Regions from separate parts of the Sus scrofa genome. Here region 1 is linked to region 2. Evidence: chromatin contacts called from public promoter capture Hi-C data. All regions are on one chromosome and are shown on one strand. Each heading gives the region's core, a stretch centred on a gene start, on an enhancer-like site or on the middle of the called end of the contact. The rest is flanking DNA. Distances are from core to core; before and after follow the strand shown. Region 1 holds the start of UBE2G2 (ubiquitin-conjugating enzyme E2 G2). Region 2 holds the start of LOC100622629 (keratin-associated protein 10-3-like).

Region 1 (5,751 bases), core at 1,865-4,364, 160 kb after region 2:
TGCAGCAGCTACTGCCCATCACACCCAATCAAACTGCCCTTAACCAGGTGACTGGGAAAAAGACACCACAAAGCTTCAAAAAACAAGGCAGGAGTTCCCGTTGTGGCTCAGCAGAGACAAATCGGACTAGGCTCCTTGAGGATGCAGGTTCGATTCCTGGCCTCGCTCAGTGGGTTAAGGATCCAGCGTGGCCGTGAGCTGTGGTGTAGGCCGGCAGCTGTAGCTCCCATTTGACCCCTAACCTGGGAACCTCCGTGTGCCATGAGCGTGGCCCTAAAAAGCAAAGCAAAAAAAAAAAAAAAAAAAAAAAAAAGTAAGATGAAAAACAAACAAGAACGAAATGCTTGTAACGCACATAACCGACCAAAGACGAGGAAGTGAAAAGGAGCAGGGAACTGACAGAGAACTCCTACGCCCCAACAAGAGCAGACCACCCCGCAGAAATGGGCGCAAAGGCACGGACGGACCTTCCACCAAGGGAGAACCACGGACTGCCTCCAACCACGAGGGGACGGGCCCCTCGACTCTCTCGTCGGGCCCTCCGAATGACAGCGCACCGGCGGGGCACTGACCCTGCTGCGGCGGCGAGCAGCCCGAGGGAGCGCTGTGCGGGAACACCATGCGGGGACACGCGGGGAGCCACTTCCAGAGAGCTGACCCGGGGGCACCGGCGCTGCGTCACAGCCAGGTCCACGCTGGGCCCAGGCGCCAGAAATGCCCACGGCAACCGACGTGCAGCGTAAGCTACAGGCCCGGCAGTAACGTTCACAGAATGCGACGGCTCTGGGCAGTGAGAAGAGCCGTGTGCTCAGCGTGAAGGACTTGCGGGAACAGCGCTGAGCCGAGGTTCAATCTGCAGAGGCGGGTGCGGACCCCACTTCCACTCAGGGTAAAACAGGCAGAGAGCGTGCCTGCTGTGAGGAGGACGTGACGTGACAGGCCTCCAGAGAAAGGGAAGAGGATGCACAGCAGTCCCGCGGTGCCCCGGGGGCAGCACCCGCCCAGTGCTGCTCAGGTCCTGCTTCTTAAGCTGCTGTCACAGGAGCAGAGGGTCCCTTGACGACTGCGTGTCAACGTACACCTTTTGTTTCTGTCTTTTTAGGGCCGCACCTGCGCCTATGGAAGTTCCTAGGCTAGGGGTTGAATCAGAGCTATAGCTGCCAGCAGTTCCCGTCGTGGCTCAGTGGTTAACGAATCCGACTAGAAACCATGAGGTGGCGGGTTCGAGCCCTGGTCTCGCTCAGTGAGTTGAGGATCTGGCCTTGCTGTGAGCTGCAGTGTAGGTCGCAGGCGCGGCTCGGATTCTGTGTTGCTGAGGCTGTGGTGTAGGCTGGCGGCTACAGCTCCTATTAGACCTCCATATGCCACGGGTGCAGCCCTAAAAAGACAAAAAAAAAAAAAAAGAGTTACATTTGCCTGTTAGTGACAGGAAGGATGACAGAAACGGGAAGGACAGGCCAAGTCTGGGGGTTCAGAGAGGGCGAGGAAGTGGCAGCAACACCGTCCGTGGGGCTGGAGAAATGTGCCAGGGTGGAGGAGTTGGGGATCTCACAGAGGCAGACGGGCCAGAGCACAGAGCATCTGCGGGGTCCCTGCAAGGGCTTCCGGGCAGAGTGACACGATGCGACCGTGTGGCGCAGAGAAGCAGTGGGCGCAGGAGCAGAGGCATCTGCGCTGCAGTTCCCCGGGCCGGAGGCTGGCTTGGACTCAAATCAACAGATTACGTGTGGCACAAGCACGTCTCCCAGTCAAACACCAGGCGGGAAGAGGAAGGCCGTGGGTGCCGCCACCCAGAGGGAAAGACGGTGGGGCGACAGTGGGGCAGGAGCCCCAACTTCAGAGGAGGCCAGATGGTGAGCGTCACTCACACGTTTATTTTGGAGGGCCCGCCTCTGCAACACTGCGGTCTGCTCAGGCCAAACACCAATGCTCCCTGCACAGCGCCTCTGGGAAGGCTTAGGAAACCGAGACACCTGCACAGTACTGTTAGCTTTGCTGCACCCATTGTCGACGCTCATTTTCCAGTTTCTCCCGAAAGTGTCCTCGGTGTAACGGTAACAGCCACAGCTAAGACCAGGGACAGCCACCCAGCAGGTACCTGGGAAGCACTCCTCTGCACGGGTGAGGGCAAGGGCGGAGGCCAAGGTCAGAGAATTAATAAGCAGAGGCAGGTCTGAGCCGCCGGCGGGCTCCCGCCCTGTGTGAGGCCAAGCAGAACACTTTCAAACCCGAGCGCAGCCAGGGCTGGCCTCTCCCCGCGACTCCTCCCGGGAGCCTCTGCTGCAGAAGGGGGTCTGCGCAAGGCTGCCGGTTCTCGCTTCTCCCGCTGCGCTCCCCAACGGTGAGGAAAGGTGCTGCCTAAGGAGGCACGAGGGTTTTCCCAACACTACCCAGGAAGGATGGCAGGTGGCCTTGCTCAAAAACGGCTCCCTTTGTGACGGAAAACTCAAATCTGACTTTTCACCTCAAACTCATCACACTGCGCTTTTCTCTTAACGTTTCTTTGCTAACTTCTCGATAGGCCACTTGGGCGTCCCCTCTCCGGCCACCGCACGTTCACGAGGCCGGAAAGAGAGAGTCACTCAAAGAGCCAGAGACGGAAACGAACGAGCCCGGACTGGGCGCAACCATCCGGGCTTCCCGTCCAGCGCGGCGCCGCGCCGGCCGATCCTGCAGGTCCGAGGTTCGCAGGGGCCGCCGGTGCCCGGACAAAACCCGCCCCGACGGCGCACAGACGAGCCCGTCCCGGGGGTGGGCGGAGCGCGCGCTACACCACGGCCGCGGGGCCGCCGCGAGCAGCAGGGAAGGGGGGGCGCCGGGACCCGGGGGAGCGGGGCGCGGGGGTCGAGGGGGGCGTGGGCCGCCGCGAGCAGCTGAGGGCGGTGTGCAGGGACCCGGGAAGGAAGGGGGCGCCGGGCCGGGCGGCGGAGGAGAGGGCCGTCCCGGGAGACCGGGCGCGCGGGCCCCGAACTCACGTTTGTACTCGGCCATCAGCCTCTTGAGGGCCGTCCCCGCCATCGTCAGGGTAACAGCTGTGCCGTCGGCCTCTCCTCCTCAGCGCTCGTCCCTCCCACCCAGCGCCGGGACCGCTTCCGGGGCACCGGAGCCCTTCCGGGGCGCGGGGCGCGTGCGCGGCGGGAAGGGCGGGGCGCGCGCGCGGCGGGGAGGCGCGGGGCGCGTGCGCGGCGGGGAGGCGCGGGGCGGGCGCGGACTCCGGGGCCCGCCCTCGACCGCAGCCCGAATCCTGGCTCTGAGTACCTGGAGGGGAGGCTCCACAAGGTTTCGGCGCAGCGGCGCCCGGCCGAGTGTGCGAACTGCCTGCTCCGTCCTCGTGGCCTCAGGGCGGTCCCGACGGCGGGGAGGGGGCAGGAGGGTGGAGGGCAGAGGGTGGGGGACGGCGCGGGCGGGCGGCGGCCGGCCCGCTGGAAGAGTGGGGTTCACATGGCTTACTTGCTGAAAGTACCAGGAGAAGGGGAAGAAAGAAGATACCGCCAGTCCGGTGGGCTACAATGCACACGCTGGCACATGGACCGTATCGGGGCTCGCTCGCTGCCCCACCCCTGTGTCATTCAGAGGAGGTGACTTTGAGGCCCAAATGCAGTTAAAACGAGAAGGTCCATGGAAGACCTTTGGTGCCCCTGTGGCTACCCTCACGGTTTTAGGTTTTAAGTGAGAAGATTGGCGATTGGGGTGGCCTTATTCCGTGTCGGTGTTTCTGGATTCAGCTTGGCCAAGAGAGGAGCTTTGGGAGACAGGAGGGAGCAAAGCAGCAGCCCGACAGCCCCGACCTCCACCACAACAGCCGGCTGACCAGCAGGACCGGGGGCAGCGCGTCCAGACTTGCCCACGGCCCCGTTGACAGTCCCCGGACCACTGCTTCAGGAGGCCGACAAGGGTGGTCGTCCCCCTCCAGCTGCCCCTCACCCGGCCCCAGGCTCCCTGAGGCTCCGGCTTCCCCAGCTGGGTAATGTGCATCCAGGTGACTACACTAGGGTGTCCTTTTCTCGTAGTGTTCGCGGAGGTTCTACTGGTCGCCCCACTGTCTCTGGGCAATCTGTCGATGCTTCTTAGAATCCCCCTTACTTTAGAAAAAGTCGGCACTCTTAGTGCTTGGTAGCTTTGCCATGCAAGGATATGTAAACCTTTTTAAAAAGTGAAGTCTTGGAGTTCCCATTGTGGCGCAGCGCCAACGAATCCCACTAGGAACCATAAGGTTGTAGGTTCGATCCCTGGCCTTGCTCAGTGGGCTAAAGGTCCGGCATTGCCGTGAGCTGTGGCGTAGGTCGCAGACACAGCTTGGATCTGGAATTGCCGTGGCTGTGGTGCAGGCCAGCAGCTGTAGCTCCAATTGGATCCCTAGCCTGGGAACCTCCATGTGCCACGGATGCGGCCCTAAAAAGCCAAAGAAAAGTATGTCCTCACAGCACATACCCAACAGAGGCTTCTACAGAAGCTCCTGTGTAATGTCCTGTGCTGCTTTCTAGCATAATATGTGACTTGTTATGTGTCTCCTCTACCCAATACATGTCCCCTGAGGGCAGGGAATTTGTAATCTCGTGTGCCTGGATGCAGCCTCAGTGCCTGGACGAGGCAAGAAATTCTCTGTTGAGTTGAATAAAACAATGCAAACAAACCTCACAATTATGCATTGTTAAGGCAGAGGTGTCTGTCCCCAAAATCCACTCCGACGCGACCTTTTCAAATGGCCACGTGCTAAGTTATGGAGACGACATGGTACTTTTTCCTAGGCCCACACCTGAGGCATAGAGAAGCTCCCAGGCTAGTGGCTGAATCGGAGCTGCAGCTGCTGGCCTACGCCACAGCCACAGCAAGGCAGGATCTGAACCACGTCTGTGACCCACACCGCAGCTCATGGCAATCCCAGATCCCCGACCCACTGAGCGAGGCCAGGCTTCGAACCCACGTCCTCACGGATGCTAGTCTGATTATTTCTGCTGCGCCACAATGGGAACTCCCAAGATGTCTTTAGACAGCTTCAAAGAGTAATGGACTTGCACAAACACTCATGAGGGTTCCTCCTCCTCGGGTCCCAGTAGCTGCCCTCTCTGTGGTCAAACCCCACTCCAGCCCCTCAGGCCAGACGTCAGAGGGTGTGGTTCCACGGCTACTAAAGGAAACGGCACTTTCCCACTGAGGAAGCCTGGGTGATGAAAAGCCATGTCATCACAACGCTTGGATGACAGTGCCTGCCAGATGCCAGGTGTTTTCTTAACTGCATCTGTGTCTGTGTCACTGCTACTTTTCTAGACGTCACTGGCTTATCGTGGGAGCATTATGTGTGTTCATAGCTTGTACCGGGATTAGTGTCAAGTGACAAGAACCAAAATACAAGTTGCTCCACGAGGTGGAAGTCTCTTACCTCCACGTGGCCGGCGCAACAGTCTTGCCCCCGAAGCAGGCTCTGCTCCACGCGTCTTCCTCCTCGTGGCCGCCACTCCCTCCCTCCCTCCCTCCCTCCAAGATTCAGGTGGTACTGGACGCCCTGTATTGACTAAGTCTGGCATTCTCAGCTGGGGTCACGTGGTCCTGGTATCCCAAGGGTTCTGAGCAGCAGATGTGTGACACCTAAAGGCTTCTGCGCACTGAGAGGCCAGCAAGTTGGGAATACAAGTCGAGGCTTTTCTGGATTTGGGGACTCAAGTTCTGCTTTTTGGCAGCTCCTTTCCACGCAAGCATGTTTTGCGGGAGAGCCAGTATTCACGCACGCTCCCCCCGCGCAGCGCATCTCAG
Region 2 (5,769 bases), core at 1,518-4,017:
CCAGCGTGTGCCACTGGCCGTCAGTCAGAGCCGGGCTGCGGAAGGACACGCGGGTCTGCCAGGTGCCCGCCGCGTCCTGGCTGAGGAAGAGCAGGTGCAGCTGCGCCGCGGAGTAGCGCAGACCCAGCAGCAGCGCGTCCTGCTCGGCCACCACCGTGAACAGGTACTCGTTCTTCTGCAGGAGAGGGGCGGGGGAGGGGCCGGTGAGGGGGGAGTGAGGACTGGGGGGGAGGCAGGGCGCTAGGATGGAGGGGGGGCGGTGGAAGGACAGGTGAGGGGGCAGGTGAGGGGGCGGCGGCGGGGCAGGCGGGGGTAAAAGACTGGGCTCCCGGCGGCATCGCCTGAGGCAGTAACCAAGGCCTTTGATAAAGCAAAAGGCACCACTCACACCCCAGGACAGCTACCACCAACAAAACCAAATAGCCAGTGGTGGCGGAGGCGGTGGAAAAGCAGGGCCCTTGGGCACTGTGGTGGGAACATAAAATGGGGCAGCTGGTGGAGAAAACGGCGCGGCGATTCCTCAGGAAGTTGAGAGGGAGTCACCACCTGCCCCCGCAACCCACTTCTGGGGGTGCGCCCCAAAGGACTGGCAGCTGCGTCCTGAAGAGGCGTTGAGACGCCCGTGTTCCCACCCGCCTTGCTCTCAGTCACTAAGACGTCAAGGCGGCCAGAGTCCATCAGCAGAGAAATGGACGGTCAGCTGGGGTCTGTCCAGCCTTTCAGAGGAGGCTCCCACACCACTGGGAGGGACCCGAGGACGTTATGCTGGTGACACGAGTCCGTCACAAAAGGGCAAAGAGTGTACGATCCGCTGATTCCAGGTCCCTGGAGGAGTCAGATTCAGAGACAGAAGGCAGGACGGTGGGCGCCAGGGGCTGGGGGGGAGGGGGTGTGATGGGGAGTTGTCCTTTAAGGTTGCAGAGTTTCAGTTTGGAAAGATGGAAAAAGTCCTGGCGACGGACGGGGGCCTGTCCTGATGCCACAGACCTGTGCACTTAAAAAGGTTAAAAGGGGAAACTGCATGGCATGCGAATTTTACCAGTTTTAAAACCTGCGCCCACCCCCATGGCGAGGGCCATTGCCACACACCTCACTGCCAGTTGCACGTGACCTCCCGCTCAGACCACGTGGAGACACTGGGGACCATGTTAAGTGCCACTTAGAGTCTCTTAATGTCTAGCCTACCACAGACAAAGGTAGAGTCGAAGGCGATTAAGCCTTAACGCTAAAGCAGATGCGTAAAATACAGATTTCGCTTCTTAGCGCGTCTTTGCCCCGTAAACAATGAGTGAAATGCCACGCAGCTCTGACGCTGACGGCATCGGAAACCTCCCTGGTCTTCACATTAGCAACTTCTAATTTAGCAAAGCCGCTTGGCACAGCTTGGGCCACAGGACCACGGGCCACTCGGGTGCTAAGGGGACACGCACGGCACTTTCACCTACTTCCCATGGGAGGGAGCCTGGAAGGGCGTGTGGCTGGGCAGAGACCAGAAACGACACCCAAGGACAGAAGGCTCCCGGGTTGGGGAGGGGGTGACGGCCAGGCAGGTGGCTGGGAGGACGCTGACGTCACGGCTGGGCAGAACAGGCGTCTCCGCTTCCCTGTGTTCCGGTACCAGCACCAGGGGGCCTGAGCGGCCTCTGACCTTCCACCTGCTGACCCGCCCAGAGCAGTCAGGCCACCGCCTCAGAGATTCTCGCACCCTCCCCAAGACACACCCATGGCTGGAGGTGACCGACGTCGGGTCACGCCCGTGTTTGCCCCCCAGTGAAGGTGGAAGGGAGCAGGTCAGGTGAAAAGTGAGTTTATTTCTCCAGGTGCCCGAGGAGGTGCTGGCAGGTTGGAAGTCCAGGCCGAGGGACCCGGGCAGAGGAACAGGGAGGGAGGGGAGGCGACCCAGGGGCGGGTGGAGGCGCCTCCTAGGAGGCAGGAGCCCTGGGAGCAGGGCTCAGAGGTCAGGTCAGGATAGTGGGGACATGAGGGGACCCTGTCCTGAGTGGGGACAGCCACCTGACCCTGGTCGGGACTGAGGGGAGGCTGGGAGGACCAGGTCACGGGGGGGACCTGAGCCCGCTGGCCCTGGGGGGACGGGCCCGGTCAGCAGCAGGACTCGCAGGCCGAGGCGGGGATGCAGCACGCGGGGCGGGAGCACGCGGGGCGGCAGAGCAGGGACACGCAGGAGGCCGGGCGGCAGCAGCTGGGCTGGCAGCAGGAGGCGGGGGCCCCGCAGGAGGAGACGGGCACGCAGCAGGCGGGGTGGCACACGGGCCGGCAGAGGAGGGACACGGAGGACGAGGGTCTGTAGCAGGACGAGGGGCAGGGGCAGGGGCTGGGCTGGCAGCACGAGGAGGCCGAGCAGGGGGAGGCCTCGCAGCACACGGGCGTGCAGCAGACAGGTGTGCAACAGACGGGCCTGCAGCACACGGGCCTGCAGCAGACGGGCCTGCAGCAGACGGGCACACAGCAGGCCGGCTGGCAGGGGGAGGAGGTGCAGGAGCTGGTGCAGCCTGACAGGCAGGGGCTGGGCTCACAGCTCGCTGGGGTGCAGACGAGGGCCAGGCGGGACGTGGGGGCACAGCAGGGGGGCTCGCAGCAGCTCTCTGGACAGTCGTCCCACTGCCAGGAGGAGCCGGTGCAGGGGTGACAGGGACCAGGCAGGCAGACGTGGCTGCCGTAGCTCAGGTTGCTGGAGCAGCCAGACAGGGTGGAGGCGGCCATGGTGGGGGTGGTGGAGCTGGAGGAGGTGTGAGTGTGTGTGAGTGTTTGTGAGTGTGTGTGTGAGGTGCTCAGAGATGTGGGCCTTTTATACCCCTGCCGTTGCGTGTTGGTCCAGCAGGAGGCTTCCCTTTCCTTGTTGGTGTTTTGAGTGAGGCCTGGGAGCACCTGTTCCTTCCTGTTTGTTTACAGGAGCGTTTGCTGCCTGTAAAATGCTGGCCATGCTGAGCACGCGGTCACCCCGTCACCTGTGTGTGGTTTTCTAAGCAAACACAGGATTCATTTAGACTCCCGCAGCCCTGGCCCTGCCTGCCCGGCTGCTCCCCTCCCCAGGCTTCTCTGGCTGCAGGTGAGGCGGGTGAATCCCAGACTCTCACCATCTGGGCAGCACGGAGCTGAAAGTTGGGACAGTGCTGCCCGCGCTGTAGGACGTCTTGTCACACAGAAGGGCTGCACAGTGGACAGGTCAGCAAGGGGAGAAATAGTGATGAGGAGACAGACAAAGAGCATCTCAGGTGCAGCACAGACGGTGGGAGAGACGCGGGACAGAGAGAAACGGGGATGCAGACGAGGCCTCCACGTTCAGTCGGTAGAGATGCCAGCGGCACAGCAAGCGGGAGAAAGGGCACGTTTTCCGGAGCAGAAGAGCAAACACTGGGTTCTTCTGATTTGGGTTTTGACCAAATCCGGGACAAGGTGAGTGGGAAGGGGTGCATGTCTACTTGGTGAAAAATCTGACACCAGATGTGAAGAAACATCCCCAAAGCTTCCAGAAGGATGTGTATCCTGTGTGAGCAGCACAGCCGGTGGAGATGCCTGCAGACAGTGGCAGCGAACCTTCGAAGCCTGAGGGAAAAGGCCTCCCTGGAGCCCTGGGCATCCGGAGGGTACAAGCGCCTCTGGCGATGTCGCTGTTCTGAAAAGGTGCCACTCACACCTCACAGGTGAGTGTGGCGCTGGCTGTGAGTTTTCGTCGACGCCTGATGTCAGGTTAGGGATTTCTAAACATTTGTTGGTGGTTTTCTGTAAGCTTAGGAAAAACTGAGCGGGAGGGAGCACTTCCTAATCAGTCATTCTGGACGGCCAACGTCAGTTACCCTGACACCAAAACCAGACACAGATACCCCGAGAGAGAAAACCACAGACCCGTCTCCCTTCGGAGCAGGGATTCAAACGTGTTCCACAAAATACTACGAACTGAACTCAGCAGCGCATTGAAAGGACTGGACCCCACGGCCACAAGGGGTCTTTTGCTGGGAAGCAAGGATGGAAGGGTTTGTATGAAAACCAGCCGCTGTGACACGTCACCTTAACAGATGGAGGCAGAAGTTCCGAGTCCTCTCAACTGAGGCAGAAAAAGCACTTGACAAAATTCAGCTCCCTCGTAGGATGAAAGCTCTCAGCAAACCAAAAGTAGAAAGAAACTGCCTCCACATGTAAAAATATACACGTATATGAAAAACCCACAGCAGGCAGGACAGTCCGTCTCAAAAGACGGAAAGCTTTTCTTCTTACAGCAGGCGCTGGGCGAGGGTGCCCATGTCCGCCCCTGCTCTTCCACACACTAATGGGGGGAGGAGAGCAGCCGGACAAAAAAAAGAAATAAAAGCCATTGATACTGCAAAAGAAGTCAATTATCTCTGTCCACAGAAGTGACAGCCAACCAAGTGTCCTGAAATTTTTGCGCACACACACACACACACACTTTACAACTAATAAATGAGAACAACAAATGAAGCGGGATACAAAGTCAACACACAAAAATCCCCTGCATTTCTACACACTAATGATGAGTAACCCCCCAAAGAAATTACAGAAGTGATTCCATTTAGAATATGGTCAAACAGAATAAAATACGTAGTAAGTAATTTCACCCGTGGGTCAAAGACTTGTACAGTGAAAACTACAAAATATTGTCGAAAGAAATGAAAGAAGAGACACAAGCAGGTGGAAAGACATCTCACATTTACGGCTCGCAAGGCTTGCTCTTGTTACGAAGTCCGTGCTCACCAAAGCGGTCTACGCATTCTGTGCAATTGCTGCCCAAATCTCAGTGACCTTTTTTTGCAGAAATATAAAAACATCTTAAAATTCATGTGGAATCTTAAAGGACCCTACATAGCCAAAAAAAGAAAAGGAAAGAAAGAAAAAATAAAATCCTGAAAAAGAACAGAACTGGAGGACTCACCCTTTCTGATTTCAAAAATTAGCACAAAGCTACGGTAATCAAGGCAGGATGGTGGGGCAGAAGGACAGACCTGTGGATCAAGGGGACAGGAGACAGGATCCAGAAACACACCCTCACACGCTCAGTCAAATCGTTTTTGACGAGGGCACCAAGTCCATTCAACGGAGAGAGACCGTCTTTGGCACGAGGTCCTGGGAAAACCGGACCCAGGCCTGACACCGCAGACAAAAACGAATTCCAAGTGGATCCATGGCCTCAATGGAAGACCTGTAACTATACAACTCCTAGAAGGAAAAATAGCACAGGAGCTTCCCAACCCTGGCTTTGGCAGTCATTCCTTGGATATGACACCAATGGCAGAGACAGCTTGAGAAAAATACACAAATTGGGCTTCATAAAAAATTTATTTTTTTCACCAAAATACAATATCAACAGAGCAAAACGCAACACAAAGAAATGAGAGGAAACATTTGAAAATCATCTCTGATAAGAGACTCATCCAGAATGAATAAGGAACTCTGAAAACTCAGTAACAACAGCAGCAAAAATCTGATTCAACAATGAGTAAAGGACTTGAGGAGTTCCCATCGTGGCTCGGTGGTTAATGAATCCAACCAGGATGCATGAGTTCGTGGGTTCGATCCCTGGCCTTGCTCAGTGGGTTAAGGATCCGGTGTTGCCGTGAGCTGTGGTGTGGGTTGCAGGCGCAGCTCGGATCCTGCGTTGCTGTGGCTGAAGCGTAAGTCAGCGGTTACAGCTCCAATTGGACCCCTAGTCTGGGAACCTCCATACGCCGCGGGTGCGGCCCTAAGAAGACAAAAGGAGGCCAAAAAATTTTTAAAAATGAGTAAAGGACTTGACTA

What was found. Promoter capture Hi-C pulls out the DNA fragments that hold promoters and counts their contacts.
Region 1: a promoter capture Hi-C map of liver shows a contact between it and region 2, with 4 times the contacts expected there. The contact joins the promoter of UBE2G2 here to the promoter of LOC100622629 in region 2. A contact is called at or near these places in 2 of 5 promoter capture datasets (fetal liver and liver) and 1 of 47 Hi-C or Micro-C datasets (blood).

What each region holds. Positions count from the first base shown.
Region 1 is chr13:207,468,712-207,474,462 of Sscrofa11.1, forward strand. UBE2G2 (ubiquitin-conjugating enzyme E2 G2) reads right to left here and starts at 3,115. Exons shown (of 6, transcript XM_003359009.4): 1 at 2,976-3,115. The coding sequence starts at 3,018.
Region 2 is chr13:207,308,637-207,314,405 of Sscrofa11.1, forward strand. It overlaps LOC100622629 (keratin-associated protein 10-3-like), which reads right to left and starts at 2,768. Exons shown (of 1, transcript XM_003358997.4): 1 at 1,792-2,768. The coding sequence starts at 2,721. The coding sequence ends at 2,101. TSPEAR (thrombospondin-type laminin G domain and EAR repeat-containing protein) reads right to left here. Exons shown (of 12, transcript XM_021071520.1): 3 at 1-175.